Regions from separate parts of the Mus musculus genome. Here region 1 is linked to region 2. The links are chromatin contacts, called in public Hi-C maps. All regions are on one chromosome and are shown on one strand. Each heading gives the region's core, a stretch centred on a gene start, on an enhancer-like site or on the middle of the called end of the contact. The rest is flanking DNA. Distances are from core to core; before and after follow the strand shown. Region 1 overlaps Pdss2 (prenyl (solanesyl) diphosphate synthase, subunit 2). Region 2 overlaps Gm5079 (predicted gene 5079).

Region 1 (3,414 bases), core at 324-2,823, 300 kb after region 2:
AAGTATAATCTCTTCATATTAAGTAAGTGAAAAAAATAGCACAATCAGAAAATTATATAAGCAAATAAGTGAAACTAAAGTATTAGACACGGGTAAGTGTAAGCTTGACATGATACCAACAATAACCGTTAGCTCGTTGACCTTCATACTGTCCTTGGGTATTAGCTTCTACCATAATGGCTAGCGTATTAACTACACTTGTCTCTGTGTTCTGTAAATAAGTGTATCAGAGGAAACTAGTGGGGTGCTCCATGCCTATAATCTCTCCTACCTTGGAGGCCATTGGAGGATTGTAAATTTGAGGGCAGTGTGGGCAATTTAGCAAGACACTGGAGACGTGTGAAACAGAAAGGGAGGAGGGAGGGGAGGAGATATGTATTAGTCATCTGAAATGAGACAGTAAAATATTACTAGAGGATAACTGTTGTCACTCAACGATTTTCAAAGTAAATATAAAATATGGTGAAGTGCACTGGATCCAGGACAAGAGGTCTGTGTGATTCCTTTTCCTGCTTTAAAAAAAAAATGGTCTTAGATTTATTTTTACTTTATATTTATGTGGTGTGTGCGTGTGTGCCAAGTGTGTGCAGTGTCTGTGGAAGCCAGAAGAGGGTGTTGGATCCCCTAGGGCTGGCTTTGCAGGCATTTGTAAGCTGCTGTGTGAGTCCTCTCTGAGAGCAGTATGTGCCCCTTCTTACTCTTTTCAGCTTTTAAAACAGCTACATGTTTGTCATTATTTGATTAAGACAAAACTACATGTTTGCCATTTCTTTTAAGTCTGATAAACACTTAGTTCTTGTAGATTGTTTGTAGATTGATCCTGTTTCATTTTGACAAGTCAAAACAAAAAGATCATTCCTCAATTTTTTAATATTCAGATGAGGTATAGAATGCAGATGGTTGTGGGCGTTGGGAAGTGCTTGTGAGCTTCACTGCCCTCCTGGCAGGACTACTGGAGAATACCTTCCATTAAACTAGACTGCAAAGCTGGGCATTGCTTTCACATGCTAATGGGTAGATTTAAATTTGTATCTTTTTAAATCTGTTGCCTAGTACTAAAATAAATCTGGGACCCAGCAGCTCACAATAGTTAATAGCCTTTATAAATGGGTCCCCAGACACCTGTTCTTTTACTGCTAATGAGACCCTATTGTGTGTGCAGGAATAGTGGAGTTCCTGTTGATTCTCTGTCCTAGCACATCTCCCTGTCTCCTGTGTGCATATTTAAATGACATTAAGAAATGCTGTTTCCTCTTGTTTTCTGTCATCTCCAGAGTTCTGCCAGACACACTTATTCTCTGTAATAGGTTGTTTGTTCCTAAATGCATTAGGGTTCGTATTCTTTCCCTTTTTCCGGGTTTTGAATTTTTTAAAGAACCAAACCTCAATCACATTATTTTGTGAGGGCTTAATATAACATGATGTTGGCAGAATAGCACCAGATCTACAAAGAGCCAAGTGGAGTTTCTGAAGGAACAAATAAATGGCTGGTGGACACTCCAGTAGCCTGTAGAACTGCAAGAAAACAAACAATAGAGAAGCCATTTCCGTGCTGTAATACAGTCATGCCTTATCCTCCGATGTCGATTATCACACCTGTTTGCAAATCATTTTGTTTACTTTTTCTGAACCAAGCAAACAAGGTACTTGTAAGTCAAGATGAACGTGGATAAAGATTGTTGCAGTCCATCAGACAAGAGCTCCTTTCCTGTGGGGCAGACTGCGAGGCTGCTGCATGCACTTGTATTCTTCAGAGGACAGTGCACCCATATGCTTTTCCCATGTGCTTGAACGTGTGCTGCAAAAGAAATGTGCCAGCTGTCCTGTTGCTATGAAGCATACCTGTCACCTTAACGGGAAGAAGAGTTTGCAAGTGCACGGCCTTAGGTGACAACATCAGGTTGCCTCAAGAACCATATTGCAGTGTGAGAATGGCTTCAGGAAGGTTTTATATACTTACTTACAGAAGAATAACAACAAAATAATTTATCAGGGTGCTTTTCAGATACACCAGTAGAAACGCCAGGCAGGCAATTTATAGCAAAGCAGGCCGTCTGTCCTCTGATTGAGTAAACACAACCAGCTGAGGAAACAGTGAGACGGCCACATGTGGGGAGAACAGTTAGGTCCAGGCGCCCTGTGTGGGCTAGGTCCCCAGCTAAGGACCCCACCACTGTCTCTTGCTACAGGTTTCAGATGTTATCTGATAAAATTCTTGGCTTTTAGCATGGTGAAAACTTGTGATTTGTTAAACATTCCTACCCCCAAAAGGTTTACCTGATATTCACAAAGATGTTAGGTTAGATGCAAAAGTAGGCAGTGAATGACTCTTAAATAAGCTGAATATAGCCCAAGATAGCTTGGATCTGGATCTGTGCTGTGTGACACAAGCCTGAGAAACGTGAACAGTATCTACTCACTCTAGATAAGGAACTAGTGACAGACCACATGTAGGACACGACCAAAGTCCAATTGGTGGACCTGGGAGTTCCATCAGGGTTGCTTACAGGAGGATGGCTGAGGGGTACTTATGGAAACAGAAATGACTCAGTCACCTGCATCACCAGAGCCCCCCCCCTCCCCCCGCAGCACCAGCTCAAGGCACACTAAGCCTTGAGCAAACTGAATTGTGCTTGCAGGTGGCAGGCAGTGTTGGAGAGTTCCCTTCCCTGGTGGCTTAGTTGGTTTGAGCACTGGGGGTGGGGTCTGTCTGGTCAGTTTCTGGGACTTCTCAAGCCTTTCAATTGTTACTTCCTGACTCCAGGACCGCTGCAGGATTGACTGTTTCACTTTGCTTTAGAGCAGTGGTTCTACCCCCACAGGAGGTTGCATATCAGATATTTACATTATGATCCTTAGCAAAATTACACTTATTGAAGTAGCAACAAAAATAATAATACACTTGGGGTATCACCACAACATGAGAGACAGTGCTAAAGGGTAACAGCATTCGGAAGGTTGGGGACCTTGCCTTAGAACACCCTGTATCTTAAGACCCTTCCAAGTTAGAAGGTTTCATCTCAGATGGAACTGCTACACGAAAACCTGCAGCATCCACACTCACAGATTCTAATCTCAGTGAGCCTTATGGACTTCAGCATCACAGATGTGACTTGGGGGCTGGGCTGGGATAGGAGGGACAGTGCACCTCAGTTCATACTTCCAACACCTGAATTATGCAGGTCCCCCTGTGAGACAAATGGTAAGTCACACTGCTGACTGTTTCAGAGTTCTTCAGAACGGAATCTCTGCTAAGTGCACTGGAAACACAGAAGGCATTTGTTTTGTTCACCGTGGAGGAACTTATTTTAAGTTCTTACTAATGATATTCTGACAGGTAGACAATGCTGTTTGGAATAATTCATGGGAAAAGGTCTTCATACCTTAGTTTTACACTTTGTTGAACTCCCCTAA
Region 2 (3,476 bases), core at 806-3,305:
GCATGGTTTGCGCATGCCTTGATCCGCGCATGTGGGTTCAGTGCCCAATTTCTCCCTCCCACTCTTCTTCTGGTCATCTCTCCTTTACACTCTCCGTCCTTCTTTCCCTTCCTCATCTTTCTTTTTCCTTAAAGACTCCCACTGTATAGCACGGGCTGTTCCCAGGCTTGTGAACAGACAATGTCCCTTTTTGCTAAGATCGCAGGAATGCTGATTTAAGCCCTTGGCCCCTGCTTCAAAAAGACGAATGGAGCCATTGAACCAAAAGCCACAAAACCAGATTTAGTTGCAGTTTCTAGCGGCCCAGCTAACGGCCCTGAACAAGTCACTTCATCTTTATTAGTATTATTTTAAACAAAATTTATTTTTTTATTGGAAACATTCATCAGCATCAACCAGTTTGAGTATTTAAAGTGCTTTGGTACATTTATATATATTTCACTATTTGAGCAATATATTTTTCCATTAATGTACTTAAAGAGATATTCCCCTTAACCTTGGGAGCTGGGGGGAGGGGTAAAAACAAAAACCTTTAACTTTTCCAGGATGCTCATCTCAAGATACTGAAAATGATGAAGTCACGTGATCTTCCCAGCTATTAGGGGGGCAGACCAGACAAGGCCCACGTGTTTGCACCTTTACACTGTCCCAATATGCCACAGGTCTGTGACTTAGCAGTAAAGCAGGCTTCCTGTGACTAGACTTCCATAGTCCAGAGTGGGAGAGCCCACCCCAGCTTTGTGGGGTGGAGGCGCTTATGACAAAGTTGAGGGCACAATGAGGACCTGCTTTAGGGGCTCTCTCAGATGTCAATCTAAGCAGCAAAATATTGAGAGTCAATTGGGGTGGGTTTTCGTGGGCAGGTCAGCAGAAAGAATCTCCGTGAAAGGGTTGTTGCTTGGTTCTGGGAATTGAGTGCACTGTCACATACACAACGAGCGACGCGAGACATCAAACCTTCTGATCACTAAGAGCGCTTAGTACTTCCATTTATTTGAGTACTCAGCAAACTCACACATTTCCCCACTCCACCTTCCAGTTAGGAAAACAAACAAACAAACAAAAACCATGTTTTAAATGGAATTGCTTTTCTCCTTGAACTCCTCGTTGAGGTTGATTGGATATCTATCTCCGAACCGCTCCTAACTTATGGCTAACCTATTAGCAGATGCAATAAAATACATGGGAAGATGAAGGCTATTTAAGTGAGAAATATTTCTCTGAGCTCTCTGGGGACTGGAGGAAGGGAAATGTGGATCTAACAGCCGTCCTATTGCTAGTTTTAGATTAACAGGTTTGGCAACAATGTTTTGTTAGCAGCAGTTAATCAGTGAAACCCATTACTTACGAAGGTTATCACTCCCAGCACAAACTGCAAATTGCAGTTTCCTTCTCTCCAGGCTGAAGCTAACATTCTTAAAAATTTGCATCTCCAAGTAGTATCTCATTAGCAGAAGCAGGGTAAACAGAAGCGCACTAGAAACCAGGTTGAGGTTTGTAGTTCAGTCTTGTTAGCCACTGTTTTTTGGTGTTGGTGAGAATTGTGTGTCAGAGAGAGCTAGGAAATGGTGTCTTCTTCTATCACCAGTTGCAGAAGGCACTGTCGAGTCCAAGTATTAATCCATAGACTTATTTAAAAAAAAAAAAAAAAAAGGCCCGGTCAGTTCAAACTCTAAGTGGACGTGCTCATAGATTTGAGAGGAGGCTTTTTAGTGACCCTGGAGAGCCACTCTCTTCTCAAAGCCACCTCCATTAAGCCCCATACCTCTCCCTTGTCCATGACTTCCTCGCCCTCCTACCCGCCCCCGCCCCACATCTGTTGACTCAGCTGATTGGGAAAATCCATGGCTTCATATTTCCAACGGCCCCTGCCTGTGTTTCTAACATATTTATCCAATCCCTCTCCCGATGGGGCCTGGGGGGTGTCCGGAGAATCCAGAGAACCTCAGAGCAGAATCCGGCAGCACTAACCGCCTACCTAGGGGGCTCCATTGCTCCAAGTGGAGGCTGTAGCATACAGTCCACAAGAAACGCTCTGGCGCCCCTGGAGGTGAGCACTGGGGAAGCCGTTTCCTTGATGGGAAGAGCTAGGGAGAGAGATCTGCGAGGCCTGAGCCTTGGAGATGTTCCGTCCCAGCCTCACCTCTGGAAGGGTTGTGGCTCAACACACACCTGCATTCACTGCCCAGAGCCCCAGCTCAGCAATGACAGCTCAGCCGCAGTTCAGCGTTTTTTTGTTTTTGTTTTTTTGGGTTTTGTTTTTTGTTTTCCTTTTTGGCTCAAACAGCTCCAGAGGGAATAAATTTGAGTTTTTTTTTCTTCCATTGTGTGTGCGTTGTGTATATATTTAGGGCCTTTGACTCTCATTCCTGTTGCGGGTTCTGTTCCCCAGCCCATCCCCTGTGGCCCTCCCAAGTATCCCCCACCCTCTATCCCCTCGCTTAAACTCCCCAGCATCCTCCCACCCCACCCCAGGAGGATTCTGTTCTCAGGTACAACTACCCTTTCTACACTTCCAGTGAAACACTCTTCCCCTTTTGCTTGTACCTCCGTATCCTTCCTCCACTTGGCTCTCGAAACACTTGGGGGCGGGGGGGGGGGGGGAGGTGTTTTATTTCCTTCTTTTGGCCCCTCCGCTCTCACCCAGAGTGAGAACATCTTGTGTCTTACAGCCTTACATTTCCCACCAGGAAACATTTCCAAGGGCCTCGGTGACTTGTGAAAATTCCTTCCAAACCTGTCTCTTGGAAACAGGATGGCAGATGAAAGATTTCTTCATTAAAATTAGACACTTTAAAGAGGCATCGGGTAAAAAGCTCTGGAAACCCAGTCTGCCTCTAGCTAAGGAGAAGGCTGCTAGGAGGCCTGAGCTTCAAAAGGAGGTGGGGATTCAGGACAAGACGGTTTGTGCCTACTGGGCTGGGCTGTTGACTTACAGTCAACTCTTCTCTCCACAGTTGCTGCTTAGAGCCCCTCTGGTAAGGTGTCTGGGAGTCCTACTGACCTGCTGTTATAATAGAACAGGATATGATTTATGGCTGAGAGGCTGGTCAAGCTCCAGATGAGGTTTCAAGCAATGATTTCTCATCTGGGCATCTAATGTTTGATTATACAGCTGGGCGGTGTCCCTTGTAAGGCTGCTTTACTGCCGAGAGCCAGTCCCAAGCTGGGGGGCAAAAAGGACCAGCAGAGTTCACCTGGAGCCTGGAGGAAACGCCTGGGCAAAGCCTTAGGAAACGTGGGACCTGGAAAGCAGCAGCTGTCTGATTCTGGCTGAGTGTGGAAGGAGGAGGCAGCAGAGCAGGGTTTCCTGGGGAGCAGATTGGCCTTGGGGGGCTTCAGGCACAGCAGACTCCACAAAAAACCCCCCTTTGAGCAGCTGAAGGACAGCAGGCAGGTGATTAAAATGAAGTCGGGGTGGTGCCAGCCTGTGGATAGAAAGATTCGGCTCTCTTCAGCTGAAGATCTGTCCCTTG

What was found. Hi-C and Micro-C count contacts between places; a contact is called where the count stands out from the background.
Region 1: a contact with region 2 is called in a Hi-C map of cortical neurons, with 3 times the contacts expected there. The contact joins two enhancer-like sites. A contact is called at or near these places in 2 of 484 Hi-C or Micro-C datasets (the AML12 cell line and cortical neurons).

Annotation. Positions count from the first base shown.
Region 1 is chr10:43,275,343-43,278,756 of GRCm38.p6, forward strand. The region is part of intron 1 of Pdss2 (prenyl (solanesyl) diphosphate synthase, subunit 2); the gene reads left to right. Among named protein-coding and RNA genes, the nearest start is that of Pdss2, 56 kb to the left of the region's middle. Within about 2 kb of position 1,574, at least 32 of the 459 cell types and tissues checked have an H3K27ac peak or open chromatin away from gene starts, as enhancers often do. A contact at or near this core is called in cortical neurons, where this site is marked.
Region 2 is chr10:42,970,931-42,974,406 of GRCm38.p6, forward strand. Gm5079 (predicted gene 5079) reads right to left here. Exons shown (of 3, transcript NR_153349.1): 3 at 353-1,628. Among named protein-coding and RNA genes, the nearest start is that of Gm5079, 18 kb to the right of the region's middle. Within about 2 kb of position 2,056, at least 94 of the 459 cell types and tissues checked have an H3K27ac peak or open chromatin away from gene starts, as enhancers often do. A contact at or near this core is called in cortical neurons, where this site is marked.